Linked DNA regions of Mus musculus: all the other regions are linked to region 2. The links are chromatin contacts, called in public Micro-C and promoter capture Hi-C maps. All regions are on one chromosome and are shown on one strand. The core of a region is the stretch at or near the end of the contact, and the rest is flanking DNA. Distances in the headings are between cores, read along the strand shown. Region 1 holds the start of Insyn2b (inhibitory synaptic factor family member 2B). Region 2 holds the start of Slit3 (slit guidance ligand 3). Region 3 has its middle 5.0 kb from the start of Wwc1. Region 4 holds the start of Fbll1 (fibrillarin-like 1). Region 5 has its middle 26 kb from the start of Pank3.

Region 1 (3,310 bases), core at 743-3,242, 810 kb after region 2:
TAGGAATGGTTAAACTGAATGTTGTATGCAGAACTATTAGTATTTCCAATAATAATATGATATGGAAGAGACTTTTAATACAAAGGAGCCAGGGTAATGATTTGGGGAGAGTTCCTACCAAAACTGAAGTCGTCTGCTATGTTGCTCACACACTATCGGTTTCCTCTTGTTTCCTTACCAGCACATAGTAAAGAGAGCCTGACTGGTTGTCCTTTTCCTCAAAGCTTCAGTTCTCTCCCAGATGTGCGAGACCTCTGAGTGTAGTGATGAGCCGGATTAATTAAAGGACTTGATTGTCTCAGATAGCCGAAGAAGGTCCTATGCGGCAAATATACCCCTCCACTCCAGCATTAAGTAGCCCCTCATCAGCCAAGTGCCTGCAATGATTGCACTTATTTTTACACGTTTGACCTAGTTTCAAACTGTGTCTCTTCATGCTGTGATTCATTAGCCACATTTTAAACCACCCGATTAGAGCGAGGTGACTCTGCCTGCTTTGCGCCAGAGACTCAGATTCAATTTCTCTCTGGAATTTAATATGCAAGTCCCTCTGGTACTCTGTTTTAAGAAGCAATTTCCTATCCGGGCACCTGGCATGCTGCTTTGGTATGGATGAGTGGCTGCCTCATGCCGTGGTAGTAAATATATGTCGATTATAGAATTTCTGCCAGGAATAAAAAGAAGAGGGTTCTAATTGGCTCAGATTGCAGGGAATCCCCCAACTCCCCGAGAACCCCATGCAACATTAAGGCTTTTCTAGGTCATTGGAGGGGATGGGAGTTTGAACTTTTAATGATATAAAGTTGGAGCAGCAGTCGACCTTAGGGCTATGTTGGCTGCCAGGGCAAATAGTCTGATTGTCACCCCAACCATCCTTCCCCAATTTCTCTAAGCATTTTAGATACGGCAGGTATGAAAGTCTGGTCTCAAACTTGTGAAAATGGGAGAGGGCCAAGACACACTTGCCATTTTGAAGACAATCTTGAAAGGGGCTAGCCGTCAGAGAAGCACTAAGTGATTCCATTACTCCTTCATTGCATGAGAAATCGTGAATGGCTATTCAATTCAAATGACAGAGCCTTTAATGAACCTACTGCCTGTGGCTCGTTCTACTTCAGGGAGTCTGTTAGTCACATCTGTGTGATCACCTAAGGATCGATACCAAAGTGAGCTAGGCTGTGGTAGAAAAATCAGGATGCTTCCGGTTCAAGATAAAGCAGTCAATTTTTGATTAACAGGCAAATGCAAGTGACTTGTCTAAACTTCCATGACAGTGCATGCAAATCCTAGTGAAAGGCACCCAACCGGGCTTTTCTACATGCTGATCTGGACAAAGAAATTAACAAGCTGGTAAAGTGACTTTGATTGATCTGTGAACTCTAACACACTGACTGATTCCTAATAAAACAATAATGGTTTATTTCATAAAATGGTCAAACTCTCCAATGAAGAATGGAAAACCCCTCTCTCTTTTTTCATTATTTAAAGATAGAAAGAAAAAAAAGGCAGAGAAGTTTCCTTAAACAAACCCTAAGAGAATGCAGCCCGTTCGAGGTAATTCCAGCAACTTGAGCTCCTCTGAGGTTCGCTCTTTGCATTTCCTCCTCTTCCAATTCAAATCAAGCCACTGGGAATAACAAGCCTTGCGGATCGAGGCGTTTGGGGCAGCCTGCAGTTCTGACAATGGTGGATTTTCACCACACACACCCACACAAGCTCACAGTCTCAGCACTCATTTAAACCAAAGATTTAAAGTAGACTGCTGTCCAAGAGACAACAGCATTTTTTTCCTACAAGATCATCGATTTAAAAAAAAAAAGAAAAAAGAAAAAAAACAAAAAAAAATCAAACCTTCCCATATCTCTTACCTCCAAGCAGTGGAATTACCTGCAGAAGATGCCGCCCCTTCCTTGTACAACGAGCCAGCCTTTGACCAGAAGCAAGATAACTCCAAACGAAGGAAAAAATAAGCCCTTTATATTGTAATTTTCACTGTTTATATGCAAGAAGTGTAGTGGGTCTGCTCACGTAGGAATAAATAAAAAGCCGAACAAACTGCACAGCAGCTACCATGTGAAAAGAAAAGCCCTCTAGTGGCCACAGGATGAATTCTTTAAGGAAGGGAGAGAAGAGAGGAGACGGAGGGAGCAGGAACTGAGGAAGCCCAGGTAAACACACACACACACACACACACACACACACACACACACACACACACACACACACCACACACACCTACCTCTAGCTCTTCAAACTCTAGAATCTCCCTTCCCTACATTTAGGCTACCCAGAGGTATGAAATCCATCTCTTAATTTCAGTGCGACCTTGTTAAGTTAGCCAGGATGCAGCTGCTTCAGCCTGGTTTGAAAGAGTTGAGTAATTTCACAAACTCACTACTACCCACCCTGGAGGTCTCGCCAGGAAATAACAAGCAGGTGGGATCCCCAAGGCTTTGGATTCCTACACTCAAAGTGGCTAGAGCCCCCTGAAAGTCTAAGCTTGGTGCTTTGGGCCAGATATCCATGTTTTCTAAACATGGGGTGGGTTTAGCGGTCACCAGCTTCTGTGCAGGTGACCTGCTTAGTCATCGAGTTCCTTCTTTTAAAAGGCCACTCAGCTGTTCCAAAATGATCCATAATACTTTTAAGTGAGGACCCTACATCTTTGCCTCATTCCGTTCTATAGCTGGCCCTGCTGACTGAGAAGGCATGACACCCCTAACGTCCTAATTGAAAAACACCAGGAAGCAAACGAGAGCCTGTACCTATGTTAGCTACTTTGGCAAATGAGTGCATGGAACACATTAAGCAACCTAAGAGACCTACCAAAGAATGCAGAGGGTACTTCCTAGGGGCCATAAGCACTGTCCATCACTCGAGCAGACCTACAGGCTGGCTGATATACAGGTTACATGCATGCATATTCAATATTTTTAACAACAGGAGACTTTTTTAAACAAAGGCCACAGACTGTCAGATACACACACACACACACACACACACACACACACACACACACACACAGAGAGAGACAGAGACAGAGACAGAGACAGAGAGACAAGAACAGAGACAGATAGACAGACACAGAGACACACACTCAGGTATCACACACCTTTATTTTTCAAATAAAATTTCAAATAAAATTTCAAATGAAATTTCCAAGCCTATCTTCAGCAGTGGGAGTCCCTGGACACTCCTTGTATCCCACCAGTAACCAGGCAACCTTCAAAAAAAATCTGGCCTGGCCTGGTTCACAGTGAGACCTCCTCTGGCCAAGATGGTCATCCCTCTAGGATCTTACAGGAAACAG
Region 2 (2,854 bases), core at 339-2,838:
GAATTTCTACAGTCTAAACAACAGAACAATCACTGCACTTTGAAAACAACAAACAAAAGAAAACACCCAGAATAAAGAAAGCATTTCTAGGAAGTCTCTGCCTAGACAGCCAAGAAGAAGAAAGGGGGAGGTGTGGGGAGGCGGTAGGGGTGATAACAGTGGTGGGCAGCTAGGACAACCCGGCTCTTTCCTGACCTGAAGTAGGCAGGACTGAAGAAGACCCGTATGCTAACCCTGAGACAGGCTGGGTAGAGAGCAACTGGGCAGTGCAATGGCTGGAATTGTGACTAGGGCAAGCCTTCACCCACTCAGAGGCTCCAGCTCCCTCCACCACCAGGGCTCCATACTCCCTCACCCCGCCCCCAACTGTGGACTAAAAGGAGCCCACCCCCGGAGGCCAAATTTTGAATTTGGTCGTGAGGATCAAAATGATAAATCTTTCCAAAACGCTGACATAAGAAAAGTAAATATTTGGTTGCACAATTGGGGTTAAAACGAGGGTCAATCCACCCCACTCTCCAAGAGCCTCTCCGCTAGCTGCCAACCCCAGGATCCGAGGCTGAGTGCGGTTTGTAAGATTATAGCGCTAGGTCTCATTTAAAGGGCTGTCAGCATTTCCATTCTCCGGCCCGTTTGGGGAGGCATTTATAACCCGGCCATAAAAAATTCACCCGGGCTGCAACTTGGCATCCCCAATGCTGCACTCCAGGCAGGGAGGGTGTTGAGAGCACCCACTCAGAATCCGTCCGGTTTTTCAGAAGTTAAGACCTCTTTCGTACACACTCAACTTTCCTAGCAAGGACAGCCACACAGCAGCTGGCCCATTCTGATCTCCAGGAGGGTCGCAGGTTTTTTTTTTGGGGGGGGGGCGAGGGGGTCCGGGAAGGAGGCTCTCAGGTCTCTGCGATCGAAACTCCCCATCTCCGTCTAGCTTGCTACCTCGCCTCTCCCTCTTTAAGAAGCAAGGGGTAATGGACCCCTCATACCCAACCCCAAACCTTGAGACCACCACGCTCTCTGACACCCCCCCACTCCTCCGCGCTAGCCTTCTGCTAGCTTTATTCTCCCGATCTGTCAGCGGATAAGCCCCCGGTGCCCTCAACCAGGGAGGCACTACGCGGTCCCATCGCGGGGGCAACTCGTACACTTCTCTCCACACCTGCCCAAAGCCACGCCACCCCCAACTTATTGAGCGTGTCTGACAGCAGGGGTAGGGGAGTAGGGATCGTCCCCCATGCACCGGAGAGGAAAGAAGGACCTGCGCCCTGAGGGCGACTCTGTAGGAGCCAGCCGGGTGGGTGGCCTGAGCGGGCGGGCGGGGTGGGTACTCACAGGCGCTCTGCGTTGCGGGGGATGCCCCGAGGAACGGCGCGCAGGCCCAGCCCGTGGCAGTCCACGCTAGCGGCGGAGCAGGTACACTTGGTGGGGCAGGCGGCAGCAGGGGGTCCGCTCAGGATGCTCGCAAGCGCCAAGCCCAGCGCCAGGCGGGCGCGCACAGCGGCGCCGGCCCCGGTCCGGCCGAGGGCCATGGTGCACAAGCGCCCGCACCCAGAGGAGGATGCCTGGCGAGGCGGGACACGAGGAGCCCGAGGAGGCGCGCGGGCGGCCTGGGGGGCGGGCGGCGGAGTTAGCGCGGAGGAGGGGCGGGCGCGGCGCTCAGGCGCACGGGGTGCGGGCGGAGCGGGGCGCGCCGGGCGGCGGCGGCAGCAGCTCCATCCGTGGGGCTGGCGCTGCCCCGCTGCGCATCACTCACGGTGCCCAGGTACCGAGCGCCCTCGGGTCCCTCTGGGTCGCCGGTAGAGGTGAGGGCTCTGTCTGGGTCCTGGACTGAGCGCCAGGGAGCACCGTGCCCCGGGAAGTCCGGCTCAGGGCTGGGCTGCGGAGCACAGAGGCGGCTGGGGCACGGAGTGGTCCGGAGAGCTAGCCGGCGCTCGCTTTCTCCATTCACTGAGCAGGGTAGACACCGGAGACGCGGGGCCCGGCCCCTCCCGCCCCCCTCCCAAAACACCAGCTCCGCCTCCCATTGGCTGCGCTGAGCGTCACGTCGACTAAGTTGGGAACTTTGCTGGAGCAACCAAGAGCCTGTAGGGAGGAGGCAGCAGGGGAGCTAGAGAGACCCAACTGGGAAGGAAAGGGACTTGGCCAGCCCGGGCCGCCAGGAAAGAAACATTGAAATTCATTTATTCTTGGGAGCCAAGAACTGATAAACCTCGTGGCTTCATTTTTTTTTTTTAATTCAGTCACCGAGCTGGATACAGAATACCCACATGGGAGCATCAGAAACTAGGCTTCATGTTTTAGGTGAAAGAGTCAAAGTTGGACTAAGTGAAATGATTATCCGAGACCATACAGCTACTAGGCATTCTGTACCCTGACACATTTATCCGTGGAAACTTTGCCCCTACCCTAATTAGTGTTCACAGCTAAGGCCAACAACTATTTCCTAGAGGACTTACAGATTAGAGAACACTACACAGACACACAGTCACAGTCAGTCAGTCAGTCAGTCAGTCAGTCTGTCTGTCTATCTCTCTGTCTCTCTCTCTCTCTGTAGTAAATGTAAGAACTTGGACCCCGGTATTGACACCATCACTTCATCTGCTTCCTGTCTAGGGGACTAAGGGGCAATCATGTCACCTGCGGACCTTTATTTCCTTATTTCAAGGTGCCACCGTTCTGACAGACTTCCCTTGCACATCAAAGAAAAGAACGTGATTTTATAAAATAGTGCAGTAGCATGCAAGGGACCTATTCCCCATCCCCCTCCTCCCCAGCCTTGCCTTCATTCTGCCAGTGCCTGCTCTAAATTGGCTGGTCTGAGCTTTTCCAGATGCCGGTGGGGAAGGGCCATGTT
Region 3 (3,152 bases), core at 368-2,867, 860 kb before region 2:
GACACCCTGCCTATGTGACCCTGGCTGACCTGGAACTCACTATGTAGATCAGACTTCCCTTCCACCAGCTCCTGCCTGCTAAATGCTTGGATTAAAGGGGTGTGCCATCACACCTGGCTGGAACACTTTATAGCTAAACCATAATATCTGCCCTTAAAAGAACTTCATGTCTCAGGGCTGAGCCAAGCTCTTTGTTCTAGTTTCATTACCGTTGCTATGACAAAACATCCTGATGAAAATAACTTTAAGGGGGAAAGACGTTATTTTTCTGCTTTTAAGTCCAAATGACAGTCCATCACTGTGGGGAAGCCAAAGCAGGAACTTGAAACAACCAATCAGTCAAGAGCCGAGGGAAACCGAAGCATTCCTATTTGTTAGTGCTGAGCTCGCTCCCTAATCTTACCTACTTCAAGACTCAGCCCCAGGAAACTGTACAGGCCAGGACAGGCAGGTTCTGCTACTTCCGCTAAGACGATCAAGACCGCCCTTCAAAGACAATCCCACAGGCCAACCTAATCTAGACCATTCCTTGTAAAGACTCCCTTGCCAGGTGGTTCTAGATTCTATGAACAATTAATGGCCCACGGTTTTATTAATCTCAGCACCTGGGAGGCAGGGGATATAGCACAATGAGTTCTAGGACAGTCAGAGACTGTCTCAAAAAACCCAGTGAGTTGGCACAGAGTCGCACATCACACACCCACCAAGATGAAGGAAACTTTCAAATAGGGTTTGTTGTTTGTTTCTTGCCTGCTCCACCCAGCCACCTAGTGGAGGCAGGTTATCTGGCTTTAAACCACGCCCCTACATCCTTCTTGCTGCATGATTTGTAACATTCACGTGCTTGGCTCAACTGCACCGGCTACATTTCTAAGGATTCAGGGTCAGAACCTGCAAGGTGTACAGGTAAAGAGCAGCCCACTCCCAGCATCTCTAGCGGTTGGGCTAGAGTTTAATTTAAGCTTCTGGGTACCATGGCGATGGAGTGCTATAAATACCCTGGGGACTCACAGCCAGCCCTCTAGTTATTGCGCTCACGCGCCACCCCCATTTCCCACCAGGGCTCCGCTCGAGCTTCTGGGGTAGCAGTGGAAGAGAGCACGCCTGCGCTCTGTGCGCCAGTTCCCGCCCTCTGCTCTCAGGCTTGCTTTCTCCTTGCGCACCACCCACCCCCTTGAAACCGCGATTTCATCTCCGCCTCCCACAGTGCATAATTCATTTCCTCCCCGGTGAAAGACATAACAACTCCCAGGCCCCAGAGGACTCTTTGAGGAGACAGTTGGAAATAGGATGGATGCAACCTGTCCTGCCAGCTCCAGGATAGCCACTGCTGTGGGAGAAACCCAGTCCTGTTAATGACAAAAAGCAGGAAGAACGGGGAGCTGGAAGGGAGGCAGGCACCTTGGAGAGAAAAATCCGCTTCTCCACTTATTAAATCCTCTCTCTCTCTCTCTCTCTCTCTCTCTCTCTCTCTCTCTCTCTCTCTCTCTCTCTCTCTCTCTCTCTCTCTCTCTCTCTCTCTCCTCCCTCCTTCTCTTCTTCACCCCTCCCCCCTCTTTCTCTGCTTCTTCTATGCCTAAAGTGGGTCTTGATGACAGCTCTGGTGGTGGAGGAGGTATGTGAAACCTCAGCTTGGAATTCAGATCTCTCAGCTTTCTGAGGCTCTGCAATGGTCCGGGCTTCACCTGCCCTCCCAAATATCCAGGGTTTTCTCCCGTTTTACTCTGAACAGACACACAACCAAATAAAAGCAAGAGTTCAAGGATGGTCTATACTAGAAAGACTACCCCATTTCTTCCAATCAGACTGTGACCCTGACATTTCTCATTTCTAGATCTCTGGCTCTGTTGGGAACCCACGAGTGAGAACCCACTGGAGAGGTGGGGGATGGAGCTCAGTTGAGAGAACATTTTGCAGGAAGCCCTAGGAGGAGGTGGTAGTAATGAGGGGCACAGCTAGGTGTGGTGATACATGCCTGTAATCCTAGCATTCAGGAGGTGGAGACAGGGGGATCAGGTGAAGACCCTTCTGTTCAGGGTCTTCCTCACAAAGTGAGTTTGAAGCCAGCCTGGGCTACATGAGAGCTCGTCTTTAAAAAAAACAAAACAAGCAAAACCAAAAACAAAACAAAACCTCACTGGAAGCCGACTCTTGGAACCTGGGCCCTGTTAGTAGAGTTAGTCGTTTGGCTTTCCAAGACTCAGTTCTGTTCTGTGGAATGGAATCAGTAAGAACAAGGGCTAGCCTCATTGGGCACAGCTTGTTTTGCAGCACTGTATTAAGCATTGAGGACCCAGAGGTAAATTAGAAATGTCTTCTGAGCCAGGCTTGGTGGCACACGCCTTTAATCCCAGCACTTGGGAGGCAGAGGCAGGCAGATCTCTGAGTTCGAGGCCAGCCTGGTCTACAGAGTGAGTTCCAGGACAGCCAGGGCTACACAGAGAAACCCTGCCTCAAAAAAAAAACAAAAAAACAAAAAAGAAATGTCTTCTGCCTAGACTCTCCTGTTGCCAAAGTTTGCTCTACCCAGACTTTCTCTCTGGCTTTGTTTTGTTTTTTTGAGACAGGTTTTCTCTGTGTAGCCCTGACTGTCCTGGAACTCACTTGTCTCTGCCTCCTAAGTGTTGGGGTTAAAGGTGTGCACCACCACTGCCCGGCCTGGCTTTGAATGTATTTTCTCAACCTTGAAACCACCAACTCCAGGGCACGGTTATGAACCTCAAGTAACACGTGACTGAACAGAGGGGATGTTATTGGCTCAGTCACCGAACATAACAGTGTGTGGTCTCCAGGACCCGTGGGTCGGACGGTATGAGGTAGGGAGGTATAGTCATGGAGTGGGAAGACAAAACCCAGGAGAGGTTCTCCAAGCCTCCAGTCCTTTAAAGCATGCAGATGCCAGCCAGAAACCACTTCTGAGATAGCCAGCTTTCTCTCCCTATCTTTCACTGTCTCTGTTTCTCCATCATTCCTCCTACTATTTACTTTATTGGTTTTATTGTGTGTCTATGCACATGTGATTGCTGGTACCTTCAGGCCAGAGGTGTAAGAGATACAGGCAGTTAGGAGCTGCCAGATGTGGGTGCTGGGAACAGAAACCATGTCCTCTTAGAAAGTAGTACATGCTCTTACCCAGTGAGCATCTCTCCAGC
Region 4 (3,064 bases), core at 124-2,623, 680 kb before region 2:
CCACACAATGCAGGACAATCTGTTTTACTTGACAAATGTAAATGATAACCTCATCCAATCACTGCCCAGAAACAACCAGAATAATATTTGATTAAGTATCTGAGCATCCCATGGCCAATTCAAATATATGCAAAAACTAGTCATTACAAGGTCTGATTGGTGGAAACACAACCAAGACAGCAAATGTAACTCATTTTAGAGAATACTCTTCAAATTGTAATTAGAGTGTTTCCCACGAACAAGCTATCACAGGAATCCTGCATTTCTTCCTCTGCCACCTTCTCTATATCCTCATGCAGACTTGTGGCCCTCATCAAGAAAGTCTTATAATACTCAGGGGTGAACAGCCCTGCCATTGCTGTCTGTGGATGTGAGACAGGAGAGGAGATTAATGTGTGCACATATGGGGAGTTAATATCCTCTCCCTGTGTCATGTTCTAGTTCTTAGGTGCATTCCACTGAAGAAATATAGTTTTTAGCTTGGCTAATGTGCACCAAAGCTATTTGCAAAAGCTTTTCCCTTCCCCCTGCTGCTTGAGGAATTTTCCCTTTCCCTGCCAATATAAGCAAGTTCAATAGTTCAATACCACCCGGGCCCTTCCCCATCTGAGAGGACTGACTAAGAGGTCATGATGACCACAGTTGACCAGAGCAAGATTAGCAGTTCTCAAAAATTAGCTATAACACAGATAACAGTCCTTGGAAATCCTGCCTCAGTTTGAATTCCACAATAAACCACATACTGTCCTAACCTTGCTGACGAAGTTTTCTGGCACATCAACAGCTGATCACTAAAATTAAAAATACACTATTGCTTTGCTAGCCAATAATGATATCACTGTGAGGTGCCCCCCTTTCAAAGATTATAAAAAAGATGTACTTTTGACAATCGGGGTTTACTCTCCCTGCGAGGCTGAGCAACGCCCCCCCCCCCCATGGTTTTATTCCACGCACGTTAGAATAAAAACCTCTTGTCATTGTTGCAGCGTTCTGCCGTCAAGCTGTGTGTTTCTGGGGGTCGCGTTCTCAACACTTGGGCCCTTGGGGGCCCAACACCATCTCCCTGGACTTGGCACTTAATTCCACTAACAGGGAGGTCAGACATGTGCTTAGATCAGCTACACAGAAGTCCAGCTTGGCCCCAAAGCCACCAATAGTGGTCAGAAGAGACGTGTTTGAGGTAGCTGTCCCTGGTGCTGACTGGACGCTAAAGCCTATGTAGGGACGTCTGGGTTTCTATCCGCGGTGCTGCCCATTTCTTCCTCCAGTTCCTCAAGGTTTGGATGAAAGAATGGTTTTTAAAGCACAGACGAAACATCGAAGTAATTTCCTTTTTTTTTTTTTTTCTGAAGTAAGTGCCATATGATTTAGGTTACACATAGGTTTCCTGCTGACACACGGGAGAGCAAGAAACTAAGAAACTCAAGGACTAGTGGATGCGCGCTTCCCATCTCTCTGCCACAGAGACGCTTGGCCACTGCGAGATCCAGGGAAAGAAGCTGGAGTCCCTGGGAAAGCAGAGAATAAATACCAGCAGACTCGAGAGAAGGCAAAGGGTTACAAGTGAGCAGGCTGTGTCTGCGCGCAGCTGGTGCAGGGGGGCTTCCGGGGCTACAGGGGCTACAAAACGGCTGTGATGCAATCACGCAAGTCACCGCGTCAAAGCGTGGATCCGGGGATGTGCGCACCGCGGCCCCCTGCATCCCGCTGCGGCTAATCCTGCGGGCAGCCGCCGCCAACAATTTGTCCCCATTCCGCAGCAACCGCCCGGGTCCCTCGCGATCCCCGACCACCGCGGCAGTTCCTGAGAGCTGCGGGGGCCATGAAACCCGCGGGCGGCCGCGGCGGCTGGGGCTGGGGTGGCGGCAAGGGAGGCAGCAAGGGAGGTGACACGGGCTCAGGGACCAAAGGCGGCTTCGGGGCACGCACACGCGGCTCCAGCGGCGGCGGCCGGGGCCGGGGACGAGGCGGCGGCGGGGGCGGCGGGGGCGGCGGCGGCGACAGGCAGCGACGCGGCGGTCCAGGCAAGAACAAGAACCGCCGCAAGAAGGGCATCACGGTGTCGGTGGAGCCGCATCGGCACGAGGGCGTGTTCATCTACCGCGGCGCGGAGGATGCTCTGGTCACACTGAACATGGTGCCTGGAGTCTCGGTGTACGGCGAGAAGCGCGTCACCGTGATGGAGAACGGGGAGAAACAGGAGTACCGCACGTGGAATCCCTTCCGCTCCAAATTGGCAGCGGCCATCCTGGGCGGCGTGGACCAGATCCACATCAAGCCCAAGTCCAAAGTGTTGTACCTGGGCGCCGCCTCCGGAACCACTGTCTCACACGTCTCCGACATCATCGGCCCCGACGGCCTGGTCTATGCGGTTGAATTCTCCCATCGCGCCGGCCGCGATCTGGTCAACGTGGCCAAGAAGCGCACCAACATCATCCCGGTGCTGGAAGATGCCCGGCACCCGCTCAAGTATCGCATGCTCATTGGCATGGTGGACGTGATCTTCGCCGATGTGGCCCAGCCAGATCAGTCGCGCATCGTGGCGCTTAACGCCCACACCTTTCTGCGCAACGGAGGCCACTTTCTCATTTCCATCAAGGCCAACTGCATCGACTCCACAGCGTCTGCCGAGGCCGTGTTTGCTTCTGAGGTGAGGAAGCTGCAACAGGAGAACTTGAAGCCACAGGAGCAGCTGACTCTGGAGCCCTACGAAAGGGACCACGCCGTCGTCGTCGGGGTCTATCGGCCCCCACCCAAGAGCAAGTAGCAGCAGCAGAAACCAGGGAAGGTGCCCCCGCGCTGCCACAAGACTGTGTCTTTGTGCCTGTCCTAGTGCGTTGTTTTTCTATTTAATAAAATAAACAATTCCCAAGTGTACAGTTGAGGCCAGAGTGGGTTTTGCAGCTGCACCAGTCGCTCTCCAGCCTTGGTGGCCTAATACAGAGGTATAGGGCCCCTTCAAGGAACAACATGGGAGTGGTGTCTATTCCAGTCACCCCAGGCCTGGTCTCCACAGGGTCCCATTTTTACACGTGTCTTTTAATCACAGGAACAAGGATAGGAG
Region 5 (2,936 bases), core at 397-2,896, 620 kb before region 2:
AAAGCAGGCTGAGCAAGCCAGGGGAAACAATCCAGTAAGTAACATCCGTCCATGACCTCTGCATCAGCTCCTGCTTCCTGACCTGCTTGAGTTCCAGTCCTGACTTCCTTGGTGATGAACAGCTGTATGGAAGTGTAAGCCAAATAAACTCTTTCCTCCCCAACTTGCTTCTTGGTCATGATGTTTTGTGTAGGAATACAAACCCTGACTAAGACACTCATAGTTTCTGAAATTAGTTAATTAATTATAGTTCACAGCCATTGGCTCCTTTGGTTCTGGGACTGTGGTTGGCAGATCATGGTGGTAGGAGTGTGTGGCACTGGAAGTGTTTCCTCACTTCATGGCACACAGGAAGTGCAGGGGCAAGCTCAAGGACCCAACCCCAATAGTCTTTCTCCCAGTTGGGACCTAGCTTTTAACGTTCTCAGAACCTTCTAACATGTTACCAGTTGGGGACTAAGCTTCCAACACGGAAACCTATGGTGAGAGCAGGGGTGCGGGAGTATCATAGGCAAACCATAGTGCCATTCTGTGTCCGTTCCTTTCCTGTTGCTCAAAGCAACTTATAGAAGAGCATCTTTTGACTCGCAGCTCCGGAGAGTTAAGTCTATCAAGATGGGCAAGCGCAGTAGCAGCTGGCAGGAGGGTTCAGGGAGCTGGAGGATTACATCTTTTGCTGCCAGCTTGACATAGGGAGACAGCCAGGAGCCAAGTGTTCAGATAAATGTCTGAGCCCGTGGGAGACATTTCTCATTTAGATCACCACACCCACTTTTTGTTCATTTTCCATTTGGGGAGCTTCTGACTCCAAGTTAAATGTTAGAGAGTATAATTGAGTTAAATGTTAGAGAGTATAATTGAGGAGCAATTACATGCAAATATAACTGATGGCCCAGCAGGTCAAGTCACTCAACAGATCAAGTCAAGCTGGCCACCTAAGGTTGAGTCCCCAGGACCCATACAAGAGGGAGACCTGACTCCTGTAAGTTGTCCCCTGGCACATGTGCCCTGGCATACATATGCCCACATACATGTGCGTATACATGCAAGGCAATGAGCTGACCGTAGAGCAGAGAAGCACTCCCTTCAGTAACGGAGCCTGCATACGTCCTGAATCTTTGTGGCCTGACTCATGTGCAAAGGCCCTGGCTAAGGTGGACACAGGAGGCTCCTATGCAGAGCAGGGCTGGTGGACCTGTTTTAGCAACTGGTGACACCTGATCTGGAGGTCCTGCCTTGTTCCCAGTACTGCCCAGCTGAGGAGAAAGTAGAAGGAAAGATGAAAGGAAGAAACAAGGAACGATGCGGACATGGGGTTTGGCTTTTTAACTCAACCTCTTATTGAAAAATAAAAAGCTGAACTCAGAGAAAATATAAAGAGGGGAGAGGTTCTCTTAAACACACAAGGTTATGAAACCTTTCCCTTTCTCCCACACACAGTCTTTCAGCATACCATGGTATTTATTTGCTATTTAATGTCATTCTAAATAAGGGAAAAATTAAAATTTCAAATCAGCATGAATTTCTCTGTTCATCTTTATCCCCTGCCATGCCAGTGGGAAACGCAAATATCAAAGTGTTTAACTGGGATGCCGAGTCAAAATTATACAGTTGGAATCTCTGGGCCTCATCCCCAGAAGGTGCCTGAAGCTTGCCAAAAGAGATGAACATGAGCCAGACAATGGAAGGTTGGAAGAGATGGTCCCCTGGCCGTAAGGATATGCTGAGCTGCGCGGTGCTGAGGAGCCTGGCTGAAGATGCCTTTCCTGAGCCAGCTGCTCCAACGCACAGAAGAAGGTAACCTTGGGGATGGTTGACAGCCTCTGCTACAGGTTGTCTGGAGACAAGAATTGGTTGGGGAAAGGTCTGTTTCCATCATAAAGCCTGTCAATGTGTCCTGGTCCTGCTTGCAAGGGGCAGCCACCAGCTCACCAACTTCCCTGTCCTGAGGAATGCCCATGCTAACCTTTGACTCTTTTGACTTGGTTTGTGCTCCCCCACAGCCTGCTGCCAAGAAAGGAGGGCAGCAGCTGTTACTGGACAGGACAGGGAGAGAGAGGGAGGTTAGGCAGGATGTGGAGTGTTGGGGGAAGGTTGGTGTCTAAGGTAGGGTTTTGCTGCTGTGAACAGATACCATGACCAAGGCAAGTCTTATAAGAATAACATTTAATTGGGGCTGGCTTACAGATTCAGAGGTTCAGTCTGTTATCATCAAAGTGGGAGGATGGCAACATCTAGACAGGCATGGTGCAGGAGGAGCTGCAAGTTCTACATCCCCATCTGAAGGCTGCTAGCAGAACACTGGCTGCAACGTCCTTCTTTTTCCTGGGCTGGTTCCACTCCATTAGGTGCATTCCTCAGCAGGTAGACCACGGCTCTGGCATCTCGAACATCTTGGGGTCTCCAAAGCAACTTCAATGTTACAGCTTTTTGGTTCAATGTCTCATATGATCTTCCGGGGTCCTCCAAAGGGCTGGCGTCACTTCCCAGCTCTGCCCTCTGTAGCACTCTAAGCTCAGGACGATCCACTCCAATGCCACTGCTTTTCTTGGTGATCATTCCATGATACTGGCATCTCCATTACGCTGGAGTGTTACACTGTAACTAGACTTCACCAATAGGCTCTCTTCATGGTACCAACCCTCAACTCCTTTGCATGATCCCTTCAGTCCTGGGCTATCAACTGCAGCTGAGGCTGCACCTTCACCAATGGCCTTCCATGGCCTCTCACAGTACCAAGCCTTAGCTGCTCTTCATAACCCCTTCATGCCTTCAAAACCAGTACCACCTTGGTGACTCTTTCCCATTACCAAGTACAGCTGCAGTACGAGGTACAACCTTGGCTATGCTCTATGTGTTTGCAGAAAAGACTTCCCAGATTTCACCTCAGTGATGTTAGTCTCTTCTTAATCACCGCTAATTTCTTAGCTCCAGCT

The links. Promoter capture Hi-C pulls out the DNA fragments that hold promoters and counts their contacts. A called contact is a pair of places that touch in the nucleus more often than the background predicts.
Region 1: a promoter capture Hi-C map of stem cell-derived epiblast-like cells shows a contact between it and region 2, with 2.1 times the contacts expected there. The contact joins the promoter of Insyn2b here to the promoter of Slit3 in region 2. A contact is called at or near these places in 2 of 39 promoter capture datasets (embryonic stem cells and stem cell-derived epiblast-like cells) and 1 of 115 datasets of contacts at active chromatin or transcription factors (embryonic stem cells).
Region 3: a Micro-C map of embryonic stem cells shows a contact between it and region 2, with 3 times the contacts expected there. The contact joins the enhancer-like site here to the promoter of Slit3 in region 2. A contact is called at or near these places in 5 of 39 promoter capture datasets (the 3T3-L1 cell line, the HPC-7 cell line, embryonic stem cells and 2 more) and 4 of 484 Hi-C or Micro-C datasets (embryonic stem cells and pre-B cells).
Region 4: a promoter capture Hi-C map of hippocampal neurons shows a contact between it and region 2, with 3 times the contacts expected there. The contact joins the promoter of Fbll1 here to the promoter of Slit3 in region 2. A contact is called at or near these places in 8 of 39 promoter capture datasets (the 3T3-L1 cell line, embryonic stem cells, hippocampal neurons and 3 more) and 1 of 9 other capture datasets (embryonic stem cells).
Region 5: a promoter capture Hi-C map of hippocampal neurons shows a contact between it and region 2, with 3 times the contacts expected there. The contact joins the enhancer-like site here to the promoter of Slit3 in region 2. A contact is called at or near these places in 9 of 39 promoter capture datasets (the 3T3-L1 cell line, the HPC-7 cell line, embryonic stem cells and 4 more) and 1 of 9 other capture datasets (embryonic stem cells).

Annotation. Positions count from the first base shown.
Region 1 is chr11:34,313,504-34,316,813 of GRCm38.p6, reverse strand. It overlaps Insyn2b (inhibitory synaptic factor family member 2B), which reads right to left and starts at 1,992. Exons shown (of 4, transcript NM_001025382.2): 1 at 1,869-1,992. All of the region lies in intron 27 of Dock2 (dedicator of cyto-kinesis 2), which reads left to right.
Region 2 is chr11:35,120,190-35,123,043 of GRCm38.p6, reverse strand. It overlaps Slit3 (slit guidance ligand 3), which reads right to left and starts at 1,588. Exons shown (of 36, transcript NM_011412.3): 1 at 1,333-1,588. The coding sequence starts at 1,529.
Region 3 is chr11:35,983,941-35,987,092 of GRCm38.p6, reverse strand. No RefSeq gene overlaps it. Among named protein-coding and RNA genes, the nearest start is that of Wwc1, 5.0 kb to the right of the region's middle. Within about 2 kb of position 1,617, at least 79 of the 459 cell types and tissues checked have an H3K27ac peak or open chromatin away from gene starts, as enhancers often do. A contact at or near this core is called in embryonic stem cells, where this site is marked.
Region 4 is chr11:35,797,193-35,800,256 of GRCm38.p6, reverse strand. Fbll1 (fibrillarin-like 1) reads left to right here and starts at 1,373. Exons shown (of 1, transcript NM_001004147.3): 1 at 1,373-2,877. The coding sequence starts at 1,823. The coding sequence ends at 2,767.
Region 5 is chr11:35,742,516-35,745,451 of GRCm38.p6, reverse strand. No RefSeq gene overlaps it. Among named protein-coding and RNA genes, the nearest start is that of Pank3, 26 kb to the left of the region's middle. Within about 2 kb of position 1,646, at least 13 of the 459 cell types and tissues checked have an H3K27ac peak or open chromatin away from gene starts, as enhancers often do. A contact at or near this core is called in hippocampal neurons, where this site is marked.